2 separate regions of the Zea mays genome follow, and region 1 is linked to region 2. Evidence: chromatin contacts called from public Hi-C data. All regions are on one chromosome and are shown on one strand. The core of a region is the stretch at or near the end of the contact, and the rest is flanking DNA. Distances in the headings are between cores, read along the strand shown. Region 1 holds the start of LOC100283360 (UBA and UBX domain-containing protein). Region 2 holds the start of LOC100285655.

Region 1 (4,474 bases), core at 307-2,806, 280 kb before region 2:
GAGCCTTGTACGAAGAAGCTTTCATGCGACGAAGGCCAGGATCTGCGCTGCGGAGAAAGGAGAAAATACAATGTTGCCCTGATGTAATTTATAAATAATGTGTGTAAAGCCTTGAGGGGTATGATTGTAATTTTTGTATAAAAGTGATTTGTCTTTCCTATAAATAGATGAACATTGTCATGTATAAGGTACCTTTTTAAGGGCCAAAGCTTCGTGTTGCTTAGACTTCGAAGAACCTTCGTGTCACCTTGTGTTAAGGAGCCGAAGGTATGCTTGTAAACTCATTTGACATAAAGGAAGATTGAATAAAAATGCTAAAGCACATGAGATGAGTTTCACACAACGCTTTACATTGTCTTTTCATATTGTTTCATTCACATTTTCTTTTGAAGACCTTCATCCTTCGCACCAACACTTCGAAGAAGTGTTAAACCAAAGGACGAAGGTCACAATATTTAACTTGTGTTGCCTTGATCTTCGATACCTTCAGGGGATTGAAATCAAGTACCAACATTTACCGAGGTTCAACTTTGAAGAGCTTACGTCCCCGTTGTGGTGTCCCAAAGGACGAGAGTTGCACCCAACCCTTCTCAAGTGATATAAAGATCAAACTTGAGACCACAATTTTCTCTTATATCAGTTTCCGTACAGAGATCTCCATAGATCAGAGTATCTTGCTAGCCATACACAAGTTGATGGGAGCTTGATATCCAATGAATGCAAGAGGGAGAAAGAAAGCACACACAAGAGCACAATCACAACACCAAAATATCGAAGAATACAGGCACAAAACTGAACCAAAGCTCTCTCTCGCAAATACTGGCACTTGGATCACTTTAATGTGCATCACTGATGCTTGGAATGAAAGCCTATGATCTTGTGTGAATTGGTGTGTTAAGGGGGCTCGTTTTGGTGTATATTTATAGCCCCAAACTCTCAAATAGCCATTGGAAAGAGCATGCATAGATCTGTTTTCTATTAGCGCACTGGACTAGTCCTCGGGCCACGTCGCGGTAACTGTTGCGGTAGTGGAGACTAGGTACTGAGCAGTTAATTGTGGTATGGCTGCATCTCGGGCTATGCGCACTTCATCTGACCCCTGGGCCTTTTGTTCGATTCACCCAACCCCTGTTTGTTTCCATTTCGTCCGACCTTTGAGAGATTCAGTCTTACCCTAGGGTTCGGCCTTCGGACGAGACGGAGATTTTCTCGTAAGATCGACTGTGACTTTTTAGAATGTTCTTATTTCTTATGACCCGTGGGTCTAGGATTTTTAACACCGACACCCCACGGTTAATTCATGGCGTTCACCGCGCTTCTGCACGACCGACCTTCTACGACGGTTTGGCATATTCTATCTCGAGTCGGATAACGACTATATGCAAACGTGTGATATCTTTTCTATCTTAAAATTGACTTTATAAATAATATTGTTTATAGAATAAAATAATAAAATCAATATTTTAAATAATTATATGTATTATCTGCGGATCACAATTCCTAATATACCCGCTCCCATATGTCACGACTCACGACCCTCGCGCCTTCGCGAGTCTCTCTCTTTCTCTCGAGTCTCGACACACCACAGCGGAAGCGGCTCGACTCGCTGAGTGACAAGACGCGACGCGACGCCAAGCCAAGACCAAATTACCAAACCCTACCCCTTCGCCGCGACCGCGATCCCCCACATCGTTGGCGATGAGCTCCTCCTCCAACAGCGGGAAGAAGCCGGCGCCCGCCGGCGGCCGCGGGGGGCCCACCATCCGCACGCTCGCCGACATAAACCGTGGCCCTGCCGGTTTCCCAGGTGCCGGAGGCGGCAGCAGCGATGACGACGAGCCCCAGGAGTACTACACCGGCGGCGAGAAGAGGTATATCTCAGCCTCTCTCGGGGGCCTGTGTTTCCTGATTGACTTTGCTGGGATTTTCCTGCGATCGTGCGTACGGGCATCGTAACCGCTGCCTCCTAGTTTTGTGGTCTAGTTAGGTCGTCTGGTTAGAGTGATAAGCGGCTTCAGCCTTCAGGATGAAGTCTCTGATCCTCTGAACTTTACGGTCTTTCGTGTGTTACTTTTGCGCGGATTTGACTTTGTTTTCCATGTGAGCTGTGCTATATAGGGCAACCGTGACTTCTGTAGATGTGGTATGAGCGATAGCAGTACCGTCTCATGCTCCCAAGTTGCAACTTATAAAAAATTTGTCTGTTTTTTATTCTTCAGAAGAACTATGCACTGTTAGCCTACCCTTGGCGTGCTTTGGGAAGTGAGCCTGCTTATAGATTTTGGACCACAGGATATTTCTTTCTCCGCACACGTATCATGTGAAATTGCGAGTGATCTGAACTAGAGCTGTTTCTGCATTGAACTGACAATGCTAAATTAATACAACTGCTACAGAATAAAAACAATTGAGTTCAAACTTGGGGCACATATGCTGACTGAAATTGAACGGAGAATTGTCCAAGCCCTTTGGTGCATTAAATTGTACATACACCTCAAATCATGACGATGCAAATTTGGTCACATGAAGACGTGCCATTCAAATATTATTATCTTTAACCCATAATGTTCTTATCCTTATTGCTCTTAAATTGCATTGTGCTTTGTGTGAGGAGTAATAAGCATCTGATGCAGTTAGTATAGTTAGTAGCATGATTAAATCACGCAACAGAGGAAATATGTATTTATGGGACATATTGCTTGTTATTTAAATTTTGGTGTAGCTTGCGCACAAATACAATTATATGGAAGAAAAGCACGTCATTCCTCTGGCATTGCTAGAATGGCTTTGGGTATATCAGATGCCAGTTCGAGTGTGTGCTTTTAGGCCTTGCTCGAGAGTGTTTCCTCTTGTGCCTTGGTTATCCGAACTAGAAATGCCAGGACAATTGGGGAAGGGTCCCTCGGGCGGGATACGAGATGACGAAATGTGTATGACGAATTGTCTATTCGAGAAAGGCGCTGACTACAGCTCATTCCTTGGATGCACCATAGGCCTGGTGCTAGAATCAGGTACCGTCATAACAACAACGACAACAACAACAAAGCATGTTAGTTAGTCCCAAGCAAGTTGGAAGGCTCGAGTTGAAACCCAACAAAAGCCACAAGTCAAGGTTCAATAACTCATAGGTGTGTTGCTAGAATCTGATACCGTTGACGGTATTTTTGATCTGGTTGGCACTCTTAGGTGTATTGCTGGAGGAGGGTTCTTATGTGGGAGTAAAAAGGAAGGCAAATCCCAAGAGGAACAACAACTTGTGAGCTTATTTTTGGCTTCAGATTGACTATGAAATGAAGGGCTATCGAATAGAAAGTAATGTTCATAGTTAATACTCCGCGTAAAAGTGTTTTTTTTTTTACTTTGAATGACAAGGAAATATGTTGTAGCTTTACGGTCCATTACTTGCCTTATTTTCGAAGGCATCTTGTTCCATTTTTTGGACCGCGCTTTATTTCATCTAGATTTTATGCAAAACATGGACATGATCTCCTGATCGTTTAGCTCAATATTTGGCTTTACAGAGAATCTCCACAAATTTATAGGGGATTTAAGTTTGTAACTTGACCTTGTGCCTTTTTGTTTGTTGCATGAGTAATTTGATATTTATCTTTGTAATGTCCAGTGGAATGCTTGTTCAAGATCCAACAAGAAGAAATGACGTGGATGCAATATTTGAACAAGCAAGACAGGCGGGCGCTATCCATGGAATGCCCCCTTTTCTTGGTGGCGAGTCTTCCAGCTCTAGGAGCTTTACTGGGACTGGCCGACTTCTTACAGGGGAGACAGTACCATCTGCTGCACCTCAGGAACCAGTACCAATTCGAATACGCCACAATATACATTTGTGGAACAATGGCTTTACTGTGGATGATGGTCCACTGAGATACTACGATGATCCTGAAAATGAAGAGTTCCTTGAGGTGATCTTTTTTCATGATATTTGTGAATGATTTGATCTATTCCAAAAGGGGCAAACCCAGTGCCGGAGGCACCCACATGAGTGAGGTCTAGGGAAGGGATAAACCGAGGAAAGCCTTCCCCTCACAAATGCAGAGAGACTGCTTCGACCCCGTGGCCTGGTGACTTATTGAGACAGCTCTCACCACTGCATTAGACCTGCTCTTCCGATTTGATCTATTGCAATTTCCATGTATTCTCTCTTTTCTCAACAATATAATGTTTAGCAATTTGGGCCATCGATGTTTAGAAATTTTGGTCACTTTAAGTAGGGGGGGGGGTGGTGTTGGTACTCAACTATTATTTTAATTATACTGCGTGTTGTTCTGCAGATGACTATTGAACAGTAATCCAATGTTTTTAAATTGTCTAGTTGCCTTAGGGGTGATAAAGTCGACTAGGATGACTAGTCTATGACTAGGGCAACTAGTCGCCCCTAGTTGGCAGTTAGTCGTCCTACCTTCTCGGCCGATATATATATAAGGTGCAGTGTCTAATTGCATGTTGTATAGCACTG
Region 2 (4,296 bases), core at 1,170-3,669:
TACATAAGATCTTATTGCTCTAACCGAAAGAAAGGCTTGCCGCCTCTCAGATGTCATTGTGAACTGATGGTAAGCTCGCAACGGCGAATTAGTCGTTGGTCATCAAATTAATTTCATTGTGGCCCCTGGGTCGCTTTTTTTCTTAGGATTCTTTTAAACAGGAAAGGGAGGAAGAGATACTCTGCTGAGCTAGCGAGACAAATCGGGCACGGAAACTAATTGGACACAATCTATTGGGCCTTCTTTTGCTCACACGCTCAGTTGAGACTAATGGGCCACGCATGCACACAATCTATTGGGCCGGCTAGGAGGAGGTAGGAGAAGAGAAATTTTAGTCTAAATCAACATAATTCCTTATTGATTTTTATGTATATACTGTTTTTTAAAATATTTGGTATTCAGTTAAATACCAGTGGGGTCCGCCCTTGCGAACAAGCGTCCCTGGTCATTCTCATCTAGAGATTTCAAGTAGAAATTCTCAGTCGAGTTTTAGCTTTCGATTTTCGTCCCCACAACAAAAACTTTCCACTGAATTCTCACAAATGTTTATGGAGACGTTTCTTCTCTATCCCTATAGGAAGAAATCCCCACCGAGAATCCCTGTCACCACTTAAATTATAATTAAGATTCAATTAATATAATATTAATGTAAAACATTGTCACTTATAAACATTGTTAAATATAAAAAAATCATTGTGTGTTCATTAAAATAAACATAGTTGTAATGAGTGACCTTTTGATATAATAATTATTTATTTTTATCATTAATTATTACATAAAAATATCACGTATCGTTATATGTAAGTTTATTATGTCCCCGCAGGAAACAGGAGAATGTTTTTTTTGTCTCCGTTTATCTGTTGGGGGAGATTTTTTTCTACGTTTACATCCATGTGTTTCTAAGAATTTTCCCGTGAGGAATCAGGGCCATTAACATCTCTAGTCTCATCATCTCATGGTGTGAGGTTTCAGCAATTGTCATCCACGGTTGCCCAGCCTGAGTCTTAATGTAACCCTATTGCAATTGACATGCAATTTAGAATTAGCTTGCCCTCAGTTCATCACTTTAGTTACCACTCACGCCCCATTTTCCAAGTACAGAGAAAGAAGAGCCTCTCATATCCCGTAATCGAATTCGAAGCCTTACAACGATCGACCGACCCAATGGCACAACAAGCATCGCGACACTCAGTCGAGCGCGTCGCAGCGGCGCCTGACGACGCCCTGGCGCCCCGTCTTGACGCCGACGGCGCCGAGCCTCTGCATCGCGGCGGCGAAGTCCTCGAAGAAGGCGGTGCGGTTGGCGGCGTAGCGCTGGGCGAAGACCCTGGTGGGCGGGTACTCCCAGATGGCGGCGTCGGAGGCGAGCAGGCCGAGGCCGTGGGGCAGGTTCTTGTAGTAGGTCTCGTCGAAGTCCCGGGGCGTGACGATGTCGTTGAAGATGGAGACGGTGGGGTCGGTGCGGTATCCCGCGCAGGAGCGCTGCAGCGCGCGCGCGAACTCCGGGTTGAGCCGCGGGTCGTGGCTGGCGCCCCGGTAGCCGTAGATGCGGGGCGCGAACTCGGCGCAGTGGGAGAAGCCGACGGTGTGGGCGCCGGCCAGCGCCACCATCTCCCGGGGCGAGAGGCCCTTGCGGGCGAAGAGGCGCACCATGGCTCGCGCCGACATGTTGGTGCGGGGCAGGTTGCCCTCGACGTCGCGCGCGTCGGAGCGGCGGGAGTCGCGGCGGCCCAGCGCGACGGGGAACCGGGGCCCGCCCAGGGCGGCCACGAGGTCGCGCGCCGCCAGCGCCAGCGCGTCGGCGCAGGAGACGACGCCCGGGCACTCGGCCTCCAGCGCCGCCTTGGCGCGGGCCACGGCGTCGAAGGCGTCCCCGGGCAGGGAGAGGTTGATCTCCGCGGCGCGCTCCGGCGCGGCGCCGGAGGAGGAGAGCGGCGAGACCAGCACCGAGGCGTCGCAGCCGTTGACGAAGCAGTCGTGGAAGAAGAGCCGCAGCGTGCCCGCCGCCGTGGACGGGTTGGCGCGCTGCTTGGCGGCGACGGCGTCCGACACGATCCGCTCCACGCGCGGGCAGCTGCGGCGGTAGTAGTTGGGCGACAGCCTGGGCGCCGCCCCCGCCGCGCAGCAGGCGGCCGCGGTGGCGAGCAGCGCGAGAGACAGCAGGAGTTGGCGGCGGCGCGGCGGTGGGCCCATGGGCGGAAGGTAGCTTGGTTTGGGAGTGAGAGAGAGTGAAGTCGACGGCGGCGGTGAAGTGATGGTGGCGGTGCCCCTGGCTGGCCTCGATTTGGGGTGGGGAGGGGAGAGGAAGGGAAAGGTGGTGGAGACTGGAGACTGGAGAGTGGATTAGGTGGGTTGTAGTGCTCGTATCGAGATCCTCCTCTGCCGGAGCGACGGACGGATGTTTTGCGTTTGTTTGCATTTGTTTTCCTTAGCTGCCCTGCGGTAGATTAGGTAGTAGTACAGTGTCGCTTGGCGCAATGGTCCCTAGCGCCAGGTTTAAGATGCGCTCATGGCATCAGTTGTGATTTGAGTTGAGCAAACCACAGTTCTGTCCTATCGCTCTCGCTCTACGCAGGTGTAGTAATTTCAGATGGAGTTATTCCCATTCCAGGAGAAACAAAGGGCACGGGACAGGGCGGCAGCAGCACTGAATTTTGCCTTGTACTAGTGCACAACCAAATTTCAGAGATAGATTCGGATATTAAATTTTTAGACTTTTTTCGATTACAAACAAATAACAAATATAATCTGCTATGTAAATTTATATTCTTATTTTTAACATTTAGTCTATTAATATTTATAAAAAGTAAACAACAAATTTATTATATATTTTTAAAATAATTGATATAGAATTTGGATAACTATCTGAATACGGACTCAGATTTTTTTTTCATTTTTTGTTGTAAGGAGAAAATAATGCACACAAAAAACTATATAAAATTTTATTCTTATACTTCATAATATTCTAAATAACGTGAAACAAATTAGTTTAAAATTCTTTGTATATACTATATTAAAATATTAAATGTGTCATATAAGTCGTCGGATGTTTCAGAAACATCCCCACCAAAATTTGTTGGGGTTTTTCAGATATATGTCATTATCAAAATCGAGGATTTTAAAAATGTCATTATAATTTGTGATACCCAGTGGTTGTCATTATTAATTCTAAAAATTTGGCTCATACCATTATCTACGCTCCACGCGTACAGGACTCACCTGAAAATACAAGAATATCCTCATTGGGGACCTACTCGTGCATGCCGTGGCGGTGAAAACTGTTCCTCACCCTCGCATGGAAGGAGATGGTCGGGGCGTGCATGCCCCACGCACTCGCACGCTTGGAGAGTGACAGCGGCGGGCCGTGCTATCACATGTCGGTGGTGGAGCGTAGATAATGGCATGGATCGAATTTGTAGAATTTGTCGGAGACCATAATTAGGGGTACTCTCAAGACTCCTAAATCTCAGCTGGTAACCCTCATCAGCACAAAGCTGCAAAGGTCTAATGGGTGCGACTAAGTCAAGGATCGGTCCATTCGAGGGACGCGATCACGCCTCGCCCGAGCCCAGCCTCGGGCAAGGGCAGCCGACCCCGGAGGATCTACGTCTCGCCCGAGGACCCCCTCCAGCAACGGACACACCTTTGACTCGCCCGAGGCCCAGTCTTCACCAAGAATCAACCTTGGCCAAATCGCCACGCCAACCGACCAAATCGCAGGGGCATTTAATGCAAAAGTGGCCTGACACCTTTATCATGACGCGCACCCTCCAGTTGACAGAGCCGAAGTGACCGTAGTCACTTCGCCGCTCCACTGACCGGCCTGACAAGAGGACAGCGCCGCCTGCGCTGCCCTGACTGCTGTGCCACTCAACAGAGTGAGGCTGACAGCAGCCAAGTCCAGCCTCAGGCGCCATAGGAAACTCCGCTTCGCCCGACCCCAGGGCTCGGACTCGGGCTCAGCCCCGGAAGACGACGAACTCCGCTTCGCCCGACCCCAGGGCTCGGACTCGGGCTCAGCCCCGGAAGACGAAGAACTCCGCTTCGCCCGACCCCAGGGCTCGGACTCGGGCTCAGCCCCGGAAGACGAAGAACTCCGCTTCGCCCGACCCCAGGGCTCGGACTCGGGCTCAGCCCCGGAAGACGACGAACTCCGCCTCGCCCGACCCTAGGGCTCGGACTCGGGCTCAGCCCCGGAAGACGACGAACTCCGCCTCGCCCGACCCCAGGGCTTGGACTCGGGCTCAGCCCCGGAAGACGACGAACTCCGCTTCGCCCGACCCCAGGGCTCGGACT

The links. Hi-C and Micro-C count contacts between places; a contact is called where the count stands out from the background.
Region 1: a contact with region 2 is called in a Hi-C map of leaf, with 9 times the contacts expected there. The contact joins the promoter of LOC100283360 here to the promoter of LOC100285655 in region 2. A contact is called at or near these places in 3 of 25 Hi-C or Micro-C datasets (ear, leaf and tassel).

What each region holds. Positions count from the first base shown.
Region 1 is chr2:42,623,406-42,627,879 of Zm-B73-REFERENCE-NAM-5.0, reverse strand. It overlaps LOC100283360 (UBA and UBX domain-containing protein), which reads left to right and starts at 1,556. Exons shown (of 4, transcript NM_001156261.2): 1 at 1,556-1,871; 2 at 3,623-3,920. The coding sequence starts at 1,699.
Region 2 is chr2:42,342,955-42,347,250 of Zm-B73-REFERENCE-NAM-5.0, reverse strand. It overlaps LOC100285655, which reads right to left and starts at 2,419. Exons shown (of 1, transcript NM_001291638.2): 1 at 889-2,419. The coding sequence starts at 2,193. The coding sequence ends at 1,189. It also overlaps a transcript of LOC100381656 not described here.